Linked DNA regions of Oryctolagus cuniculus: region 1 is linked to region 2. The links are chromatin contacts, called in public Micro-C maps. All regions are on one chromosome and are shown on one strand. Each heading gives the region's core, a stretch centred on a gene start, on an enhancer-like site or on the middle of the called end of the contact. The rest is flanking DNA. Distances are from core to core; before and after follow the strand shown.

Region 1 (2,700 bases), core at 4-2,503, 69 kb after region 2:
GCTCACACCCCTACTCTCCCCCCAGTGAGGCGCCCACACAGTCACACACGGAGCTGCAAGGAGGCCCACATGCACCCACAGGACTCCCCATCCCCCACCGAGCAGCCAGCTCCAGCCCTCACAGCTCAACAGCCCTGCTGCTGGCTCTGCTCCCCTGACTCATACAGCCTAGGAACCAGGCTCCCGGGAGGGCAGCACCAGCTGCACCGGCCCAGCAAGGCCAGAGCTAGGAACAGGGAGCCCCAGGGCGCCCCAGGGCCCGAGTGCCGGCTCAGCCCCAACCCCTGGAGCAGGGCAGTAGCCAGCACTGGGAGGTGCAGCCTCATTCTTCCCTGGGCTCCTCAATGACTCCCAAGCAACAGCGTGGAGCCCCCAGGGGACCCCCCCACATGCACACCCGGCAGCCTCCAGGATCTGGACTGGTGGGAGGGGAGGCAGGCAGAGGCCTCCTCTTCCCTGTATTCAGCTAAACGAAGCAGCTCCCAGGTGATCCCAGCGCCACATCCCTTCCCTCTCCAAACCACAGGGAGGGAGGTCTGATCAGACAAACCCAGAACGAGGCAGGGGCCCCAGCGGCTCCCCTGGCTGGGAGAACCGTGCATCACCCTAAGCCCTGCTCCCAGGCAGGTATTACAGCCCCCAGCGCCCACAGAGCTGAAGCCTGGCCGAGACCCCGTGCCACCTACCTCTTCCCAGCCCCCGCGGCCCAGGCACCCCGAGGCCCCAGGGGTGCGGGCCGGCCCCCGGCGGTCGCGGCTTTCCTCCGGAACCCAGGCACCCCGCGGCTCTTCCAGGAACCCAGCCGCGCTTCCCCGGAGCGCAAACAACAGGATGAGCGCGGGCTCGGGTGGGTGGGGTGGGAGCTGTGTAGGAGGGAGCTGGTCGCGGCTGAGCGCTCCGATCTCGCCGGGACCCGCGCTCTCCCGCACCGCCCCACCTCCCGCCAGGCGCGTGCGGCGGCGGCGGCGGCCGCGGCCGAGGGCGTGGGTTGTGGTGCGCGAGCTCGTCCCCCGCGCCGGCTCGGCTGCGGCGCGATCCGCTTCAGACAAGGGGAGCATTAGCCCGGCGTCATGACGAAGCACAATCGGCCGCCGCCGCCCGCGATCCCGCACGCACACAGCCTCGCAGGCGGCAGCGGAGGCCGAGGGGCGGGTGTGGGGGCCTCACTGATAACCAGGGGCGACCCCAGCCATCATGCCCACCAGCAGCAACAGAGCCTCGGGGGCCCCTGCCTCCGGGGGCGTCGTGGGGGTGTAGGCTTAGCCAGGTGCCAGCTTAGCCTCCCCCTGAGGCACCCGCTGCTCAGGCAGGCCTGGAGACTGGGCCGGCCTTTGGGTAACCCGAGTCCCCTGGGAACGGCGATAGGGCGCAGGGGAGACAGTGAGAAGGACCCCACTTCTCCCCAGGGCGCCTTCGTGAAAGGGGAGCTGCCTGCCAGGTGACCCCCAGGCCTCAGCGCTTAGGAACGTGACTTTTCCGGTTTTGGCAAAGCCTCAACCACCCCAAGCCCTAGGCGGGGGAGGAGGGGGGGTCACAGGGCTGGCCGCTGACCTCGGCCGCCTGCCCGCCTGCCCGCCTGCCCGCCTGCCTGCAGACTTGCCTACCTAGGCAGCCTGGCCGTCGCCCTGGCAACCACTGACCACAGCCGGTCAGCTGATGCTATCAGCTGTTGATGGGGGAATCTAGAATCTGGGGAGGGGGGCCTGGGGACCGAAGGGGACAGGTGAGTGCCCTCGGTGGCCCCTTCCCCAAGGAGGAGGAGCAGACGTGTCGTGGGGTGGGGGAGGCAGCAGGCAGCCTGCAACCTCCAGGGCGGGTTCCGGAACGCAGGAGCGATGGAGACTGAGAACGGGGACGAAGAAGCGGGGCTCCCTGGCCAGGGGTACAGAACCACGGAACCTCGAAGAGCTAGGCAGGCGAGCGCTGGGCGGGGGGTGGCGGTTGCTGGGGGAGGGGCTCCCCCGCCTTTTCCCCTAACCAGGCTGGCTCTGCCCAGCCTCTCTAGGTCGTCAGCTGCACCCTGCTGGCCTGCCATCAGGTCTGGGAGAGAGAAGAGGCCCCAGCCCCACTGCAGCCCCGGATGGTCTCCCTCCGTGCCTCTGGGGGAGGAGCGCCAGGGGCTTGCACACTCTGGCCCTGTACGGCCCCTGCTTTCCCCACCACCTCGCTTACCCAGAGCCCCACCCCACCCCCAGCCCCACCCCGGGAGATGTGTCTTCCGGTGCAGGGGTCCCCAGAGGCAGGCTGGAATGAGCTGGCAATGGGAAAGACAGCTCGGCGAGGGGACTGGAACGAGGTGGGTCATGAGCCCCGGGTGGGGAGGACCCATGGGAGAGGGGCAGGATTCCCGGTACCTTCAGGGGCCTGGGGCGTGGGGCAGGCGCGCAGCAGCCTCCTCGCAGACATACATCCCCTGGCGCATCTCCTCTCCGCCTCCCGCCTCCCGTTGCCAAGACAACCTGCCCGGGCTTGGCGGCAGGGGCGGGGACCGGGAGGAAGAGGAAGCTGTGCTCCCACGGCCTGTCCCCCGGTGATGGAGGGAGGGTGCCCGAAGGGAGCCCCTTAGCGCTGGGGCTGGGGTGCCCTGGCAAGTCTCCCCTCGCCCGCTCCCTCTGCGGGGAGCCTCAAGGGACCCCTAATTCAGGGCCAGTCAGGAAGCTCAGCACGGGGCGGGGAAGGGAGCCGGAGCCCTGGGGCAGT
Region 2 (2,700 bases), core at 103-2,602:
AATGAAAATGATTTTTTAAAAAAACTAAAATACAAAAGTTCATGGAGAATGGAGTCACACGCTAACACAGTGGGCATTTGGCTTGGCTATTAAGATGCCGATTGGGACATCCCAGTCCACACCACAGCACCTGGGCTAGCTCTGCCTCCTGGACGCAGCAGGTGACTGTTCCAGTAACTGGGTTCCTGGCCCACAGGGAGACCTGGGTTGAATTTCCAGGTTGCAGGTGCAGCCCTGGCCATTGTGGGCATTTGAGGAGTGAACCACCAGAGGGCAGCTCTCCTCCTCCGCTGGGTATTTTCCAGGAGCTTTACGAACACCATGCCTACACCTTCCCCCAGGGAATGTTTCGGTCCACGTCCCCCAGCTCTGGGGCTCCCTCAGCCCCTACTGCTGAGCCGTCAGGGCTGGCAGCAGCAATGAACTCCACAGGGTGAACTTTGTACAAACCCCTGTTGCTCACTGGCTGGGGCACCTCCTAATGGAAAGATTTCTTTTAAAAAGATGTGCTGTATTGATTTGAAAAGCAGAGTGACAGAGAGAGGAGAGAATCTTCCATCTGCTGGCTCACTCTCCAAATGGCCAAGCGTGGGGGACGGGGAGCTCGGGCCAGGCTGAAGCCAGGTTCCAGGTCTCCCACGTGGATGCAGGGACCCAAGCGCTTGGGCCATCTCTCGCTGGTGCATTAGCAGGGAGCTGGATTGGAAGCGGCTTCCAAGCGGATTGAATTGAGCAGCCAGGACTCAAAACGGGGCGGGATCGGTGGCTTAACCGGCTTCGCCACATGCCAGGCCTACGCACCCCACAACTGGCGCGCGCGCGCTCCCAGCTACTGCTTACCTCCCAGGGTACTGACTGGGCAGGCCTGGGGGAGAAGGTGTGGGGGAGCTGGGGGCTCACCGCCACTCTCTGGAATCACCAGTCAGCCCGAGGGTGGCAGGAGGGAACCCCCAAATCGCCTTGAGTCCCTCGGCTTCGCCCCTTCCCCTCGGTCAGCCCAGCACCCTGGGGTGGTAATGGACACTCAGAGGAGCCTTCTCCCAGCAGGTGCCCGAGGGTCCCGGGGAGAGCCCCCGCCCTCCTCAGACGCCGATTCCGTCTTATTTTACAGGGGAGGGGAACGAGGCGAGAGGGAAACACGCGGAGAGAAGCCGGCCCGCCACCGCACTTCTTCCCGCCCGACTGCCGGCCGTCCTCGGCGGCTTCCGCCCCCTGCACCTGTCCTCCCAGGCAGGAGTCGCCCCGAGGCGCGCGGCCCCTTTAAGGGGCGGGCCTCGCGCCGGAGCAAGCCCCGCCCCTCGAGGCCGCACTGCGCCTGCGCCGCCCGCCGGCGCGCTGGGGTTGGGCAGCGCCCAGCGCCGAGCAACTTTCAAGTGAGTCGCAGACTCCGCCCCCGCAGGCCGGAGCCGGTGGCCGGTGGCCGGCGCGGTGGGACCGCGGCGACCCGCAGGCGCGCAGGCTGCGACGTGCCGGCCCCGGGCCGGACTCCCCGCCGCCGGCGACCCCGCACCTGCGCTGACCGGCGCGGCCCCCACGTGGGCGTGTTCCCGGGGCGCTGCCCTCCCCTCCAGCATGGTGTCCTGGATGATCTGCCGCCTGGTGGTGTGAGTACGGCCGCCTGAAGACACCCCCCCCCCACCGCGTCCCCAGGCGCCGCCCGGGGTGTGGTGGGCCGGGGGCCTGGTGGTGGGTCGGGGGCCCTGCGCGCCTCCCCCCTGCACCGCGAGGGGAACGGAGCTGCGGGCAGCCCGCGCACGCTCGGCCCCCTCCCCTGCCCTCCTGGGCTGCTGGCGACCCCTCCCCCCCGGCCCTGCAGACAGGTGCGTGGGCCGGGGGCCCTGCGCTCCTCCCCCCTACACCGCGAGGGGAATGGACTTTGGGCCCTCTCCTGGGCTGCTGGCGACCCCTTCCCCCAAGCCCTGCAAGCAGGTGTGTGGGCTGAGGGCTGCAGGCGGGCACTGCCCCTTGGCGAACGCCCGGTGATATGGCACGTTGTGGGCTGGGCGGGGGAAGCCAGGTGCCTGCCTCCCAGGTGAGCGAGTCACGTGACTCAGCCTCCTGGCTCTGTGCTGCCCGTGCATCCCTGGCTGGTGGCCCTGGGCCCGCTCACATGGCCGTGGGAGCCTGTTGGGTGGCTGTGTCCTGGCTCCGTCGTGCACCCATGGGCCACCGGTGCAGGCCCGGGCAGGCCGGGGCTGTTTGTAAACAGCGGGGTGGGGAGGTGGCCTCCAGGACACTGACTCAGGCACCTCGGGTTGTGCAAGCCAAGCGGGAAAAACAGGGCCGGCGCTGGCACCCGGCACCCCCTCCAAGCAGGGCAGGGTGGGGCCCCTCACCCACCCTGTGCCTCTTCTTCCAGGCTGGTGTTTGGGATGCTGTACCCTGCCTATGCGTCCTACAAAGCCGTGAAGACCAAGAACATTCGTGAATATGTGAGTGGGGCAGGGGCTGAGCTGGCTGCCCCTCCTCCGGGGCGGGGGACAATGACCCAAGTGCACCTGCAGAGACCAGGCCCGGCCACATGGCCGTGGTGCAGGGGAGAGGGTGCCACCCACCGCGGGGCTCCCGTGGGCAAGGTGTGTGAAGGCTGAGCTGGTCGCCCCTCCTCCGGGGCGGGGGACAATGACCCAAGTGCACCTGCAGAGACCAGGCCCGGCCACGTGGCCGTGGTGCAGGGGAGAGGGTGCCGCCCACCGCCGG

What was found. A called contact is a pair of places that touch in the nucleus more often than the background predicts.
Region 1: a contact with region 2 is called in a Micro-C map of ear pinna, with 7 times the contacts expected there. The contact joins the enhancer-like site here to the promoter of REEP4 in region 2. A contact is called at or near these places in 2 of 6 Hi-C or Micro-C datasets (ear pinna and an unstated tissue).

The regions. Positions count from the first base shown.
Region 1 is chr8:1,236,303-1,239,002 of mOryCun1.1, forward strand. No RefSeq gene overlaps it. Among named protein-coding and RNA genes, the nearest start is that of FGF17, 9.0 kb to the right of the region's middle. Within about 2 kb of position 1,254, at least 4 of the 8 cell types and tissues checked have an H3K27ac peak or open chromatin away from gene starts, as enhancers often do. A contact at or near this core is called in ear pinna, where this site is marked.
Region 2 is chr8:1,167,034-1,169,733 of mOryCun1.1, forward strand. REEP4 (receptor accessory protein 4) reads left to right here and starts at 1,353. Exons shown (of 8, transcript XM_051836762.2): 1 at 1,353-1,604; 2 at 2,360-2,432. The coding sequence starts at 1,573.